2 separate regions of the Gossypium hirsutum genome follow, and region 2 is linked to region 1. Evidence: chromatin contacts called from public Hi-C data. All regions are on one chromosome and are shown on one strand. Each heading gives the region's core, a stretch centred on a gene start, on an enhancer-like site or on the middle of the called end of the contact. The rest is flanking DNA. Distances are from core to core; before and after follow the strand shown.

The links. Hi-C and Micro-C count contacts between places; a contact is called where the count stands out from the background.
Region 2: a contact with region 1 is called in a Hi-C map of leaf, with 2.5 times the contacts expected there. The contact joins the enhancer-like site here to the promoter of LOC107962624 in region 1. A contact is called at or near these places in 13 of 34 Hi-C or Micro-C datasets (anther, cotyledon, fibers and 1 more).

Annotation. Positions count from the first base shown.
Region 1 is chrA06:10,811,946-10,814,645 of Gossypium_hirsutum_v2.1, reverse strand. It overlaps LOC107962624 (protein NRT1/ PTR FAMILY 6.2), which reads left to right and starts at 1,298. Exons shown (of 6, transcript XM_016899079.2): 1 at 1,298-1,533; 2 at 1,660-1,762. The coding sequence starts at 1,531.
Region 2 is chrA06:10,853,552-10,856,251 of Gossypium_hirsutum_v2.1, reverse strand. No RefSeq gene overlaps it. Among protein-coding and RNA genes, the nearest start is that of LOC121231510, 14 kb to the right of the region's middle. Within about 2 kb of position 1,446, at least 3 of the 9 cell types and tissues checked have an H3K27ac peak or open chromatin away from gene starts, as enhancers often do. A contact at or near this core is called in leaf, where this site is marked.

The DNA.
Region 1 (2,700 bases), core at 49-2,548:
GGAAAAAAAAACAACAAATAAAGGTTATATTTGCGGCCATTAACATAAGAGCTAAATAATCCATAAGAGAAGAACAATTCAACATTATCAACTTTGACACACTTGTTGTTACCCGTAATGTTGTTCAAATGATTGGAGTACTCATGTTCCTCATGTTCTCTTTTAAAGTACGATAAAAAGGTAGACTGCTGTTGGATTGAAAATATCCAGACAATTGCGTGTGATTTCAGGAGACTCTTTGTTTGATTGCTGCTATACAAGTTTCTGCTATATATATGTATGATATATCAGGTGATGAGAAAGGACTTTTCTTTGGTTAATATGCTAGGGCTTTGGTAAGGAAATTTCTAGGGTCTAACATAATCATGATATCTTTGTATCTTTTTCAAGTTTGAGATCATTTTTAAGGTTTGAATTTGAGTTTATTTCATAGCAATATAATATATTTTATCATTACCATTATACGTAACATTTGTTAATTTTTGATAAAGATATAAACCTCAGAACTGTGGCTTACCAGTGCCTCTCTAGAGTTCTAATCCGTTTTAGGGTCTAACATATAGACCTCACAACTGTAACTTTTCATGATTGAAACATTCCTGATCTTCTCACAATAAAGAAAGTCGGCAATACCCTTTACTTTCACCAAAATTGACAGTTGAAAAGCATAAAGAACTACCACTTTGCGGTGTATGATAGATATAATCCTTTATGCACCTTTGCAACATTCTTTTCATGTCAAAAAAAGGTCACATATCGCAATTCATTTCAGTGTTAAATCCTTTAACCCCACTCTCTTTTGGCTCTTTTTCAGGAAAACCTTTGCTTTCTCTTTTTTTGGATCGGTTGTAATAATATTAATGTTTTCAACTCAATAGTTTCCTAAATCAGCTATGGTATATACGTAGAAATTTAAGCTTGCCTTTAGTAAAATACAATACATTAAATTGGATGTGTGGTATGGGGATGTGGGGCATCAAAGGCACTAAAAAAGCGTAGGCCAGGGTGCTGTTGTTCAAAACGTTCACTACCACATAGAATAGGTGAGATGATTGAAGGTGTGATTTTGCATGTTGCAGATTCCATTTTTCCTCTTTAACCCTCTTCAATCACCATCACCTTTTTACAATTTTCCTTATATTTTCTCAAAAAATATCTGCTAATAACAAAAAGAAAAAGCTATGTTTTTAATCAGTGCCAGAACCTTCCACCACACAAAAAAAATGCGATAAACCTAATCCCTTAACATAGAAATATAATAATATATATCTATAAAATAAGACTCGTAATCTGTCTTATTTACTTAGTGGAGAGCCACTTTTTAGTTTTTTAACTTCAACATTGTTTGTTACACTTGTAATCTTCTTGCCTATAAAAAGGGAAGCTAATTTCCAAGACTTCCAAGTTGCGAATTTAAGCAACCATAGAAAGACAAAGGCATTTATTACAACCTTACTCTCCTTTTCCTGTCTTTCTTTTTCAGTATTGTGGTGCTCCTTCCTTTCTTTAACAGCTACAATATTCAGAAACATGGTGGGTTTTTGGTTTCCATGCACACTATATATGAACAATGGCTGACAACCCATTTTCCTTCTTTGTTTTGTGAACATGATCATTTGGTTCAATGCTTCTAAAATATTTTGTTGATGGGCTGATCAGGAAGGGAAAATGAGTTGGACGGTGGCGGATGCGGTGGACTACAAGGGTTTCCCGGCTGACAGATCCAAAACTGGTGGTTGGATGCCAGCTGCACTCATTCTAGGTTTGCTCCTTATTTACACCATCCGCCATTGAACTTTGTTTCACCATCATTACTTGAGCTGGTTTGAGATGAACTTAAGACAGCTTTACACATTTTGGCTTACCACTATTTTGCTGGACAAGCATTCAGCATTCCATGTGACATCATATTATCATATAGAATCTCTGTTACTAGTGTTGGATACATAAATACGTCCAACACAAGTATGTTTATAGCTTATATTTAGATATTCATTAAATATTAGTGTTACAAATGAGTATTTCAAGAAAAAAGTAAAAATAAATTGAGAGTAAATATTGCTGGTGAATGTGTGAAAGGGGATGGTGATATTCCATCAAAGCAACAGGCGGTTAGTTCATGCAAAGGTGTTGGGGCTCTTAAGTCTATATATATATATATTTGGTACAATAAGTCTAAAATTTTTGAACTGGAGAATTAAGCACAAAAATTTACTAGCAAATTCAGCACTAATACATGAAAGCCTTCGACAAGTAAGAGAAAAACTTAATGCTAGTCCTCAAAACATGGGAAAACAAATTAGACACCTGGCTCTATCAGACACTTACCAAAATTTGAGTTACACAGATGGGACCCATCAGAGCTGCAATTCATAAATACTTACAATGAGGATAAAATTCATGTCATTTTCTGTTTGGATTATGGGATAAGGAAGATATTCTATATATCTAGTCCCAATCATGCAGGAAAGTAATGACTGAGGGCAATGTCTTCGACCCAAATTTACTTTTTGTTGGGTTTTGTGAATTTAATCTTCACTTTTAGATTTTTGAAATTTTAGACTTCTTCATACTAATTCATTAATTAAGTTATGTTATTTTTAAAAATCAATGCGATAATATTATTTTACATGTAATGTCCTATTAACTTGTTATGTTCATATGTTACTTACAAGAAAAATAATTAATATATTTAATGAC
Region 2 (2,700 bases), core at 197-2,696, 41 kb before region 1:
GGGTGTGAAACAACATGGTGGTGTAATCAAATGAGACATGAACAGCAATTGATACTTGTCAAATGATGATATCCTAATTTCAGTGTTTAGCAAGTTGAGAGGGAGATTAGAGGTGGACAAGCATTTTGATCTCAAGCGAGGTTCTGCCATTTTGGATAACAACATGGTGCAAGATGGAGAACTTTGTGGCTCTGATTGGCCCATACAAGATTTACATGCGTATAAAACTAATGCTTGACATCTACAATACAGCTGATACCGCACGCCACTATCACCAACAAATAATTACTACCCACTAATTTTATATGGATCATGTGATTGGAAATGCAGCTCAAAAAATGTATTATATTCTGGATCTGGAGGGATATTGCATGCAAGCAACGGACCAAAAGGAAGTGAAGAAAATAAAAGAAAATTGCAACTTGATGGAGGTTAGCTTGCCGCTATTGATGAGAAGAATTCCGATATGGATGACATGACTCAAAAGAATATTCCTTCAAACCTTTTACAACAGAAGACTGAAATCAATTTAAAATAGCCGTCAGAATGCATGTTTTGTTTTTAACCACAATGAACATGTTTTTAACCAAAAGTGCAACTCCTCGCTCCTATTAGACCGAGTATAATAGAGGTTCGTGTATTAAGAGTTAGATTATATTTTATTTTTTTTACTTAAAAAATGAGTCAATTAGTCCATGTACATTAAATTAAAGAGCAAATATGTTATTTTGTTAAAAATTCCATCAATTTATGCTTTTGAAAATTGGTCTCTGTATGTCAGTATTGAAGTACACATGGCACGTTACATATTAATATCTAATTATTCTGTCAATCACGCCAGTTTTTAACAGTATAAATAGATAAAATTTTTAACAGAAAGGATTAATTTACTTTTTAATCTAATGTACAAGAACTAATTTACTCATTTTTTAAGTAGAGAAGGCAAAATGTAATTTGACTTTTAATATAATGACCTTCATAGTAGTTTTAGTTTCCATGGTTGATATGCTTGTATACTTGCCTTCCAATAAACTTCTTTTTAATAAATTAAACATGTTATAAATTTTGGATTCAAATCTTGAACTGATTAGATATCAAACATTAAACTAAGCTGAGATTATTATTTAATACAATTTAAATTAATTATATATGAAGATGGATGTGAGTTCAAACATGCATTAAATAGAATATTGATAGTGGAAGGGAAGAGGGTGAAAAGAGAGGAAAGGGCCCATGGGAGGTAGGAAGGGATTTTCATTTGTTTGATGAAGCAAGTGGGATGCAATGGCCGGTGGGTTTGGTTTGAATCAGTTTTCCAGTGGTGTCAGTGTTGCATTTTTAATAAGTGTGAAGTCAAAAACCCTGTGGCACGTGCAGGTCACATGGAGGAAATGAGAAATGCTGGGTATTACAGGTTATTCATTTTCTTTTGATGTTGTTGTTGTGTATAGGAGTTGTCCAAGGTTTTTGAGTTGATAGTCAACTTTCTTGACCCTACTGAACAATCATTATTATTCTTGTCAACTTCACTTTGTTTATGAAATTCCCAATATATAATGTCTTTTATATAGTGGTAGGTCTGAATAGAATAGTTTTATTGTTGATAGAGAGGGATCTTTTTCTCAATAGATTCAACTTTCATAATTAGAACCCAGATATGAAATAAAAGTAAAATAAGTGGTATTTGTTTAACCTGTTCAATCCCATTCAATTAAGGTATCTGCAAAATTATTCCTATATAAATGTTCACAAAATTTGAATGATTATATTTCACTTTTTATGTTCCAAAAAAAAGGATAAAATAATATTTTAAGTTATCAACTTGAACATTAAAAAAAAAATTTGGCTTAACATGGCAGTTTACGTGGTGGTTTTAGCATGTTTTATTGTTGACATATTATTTATTCGTCTTATATGTAATGTTAGTAAATATATTTAATTTTATTAAAAAATTAAATATTATAATAAAAATTTATTAAAAAAATTAAAATCTTCGTATTTTAAAATTAAAGTACATTAAAAAATATAAAAAAATCTACAAATTTCAACAATTGTTAAAAATACAAATTTAAAAAAAAAGTTAAAACCTCTTCAAAATTTTCAATGCTTCTATGATAAACAAGTTGCAGTGTTGGTTGAATTGGACCGGACAGGATTGATTGGTCGAAACGGGAACTACCGAGATACCAGTTTGGAGATTTACTTTAAACCGGTTAGATTGAGAATCGGTACGAACTGGTTGAACTGGTGTTTTTGAAATTTTTTTGAATTTTCAATATTTTTTAGTTGGATTGGTCGGACCAACAAATCGTTGGCCTAACTGATTTGACCATTAGTTTGGTTTTAAAAAAACATTGAGAAGTTGGCCTGCTTCCTAATTAAAATCTGTCTTTTTTTATATGAAAAATCACTATTAAAATGTAAATATAAGTACATGTTTGATCAACTACAATGTGGAATTAAACCAATACAAAGCATAGTGGAAGGAGTATCGAAAAGAATTGAACAAAACCTACATATAGTATACGTACATGATGGAACCAAGACCCACATATCACAATTGTACATGATGAGACTCATATCTAAATATTCAATGATTTAAGACCTTTTCCTTAACCAATAAGCCAAGGCTTCATTGGTGATATTAAATCTTTCATTTAATCTTTGTTTTCTGAAGCTTTATTTTTTTTTTCAATTTAG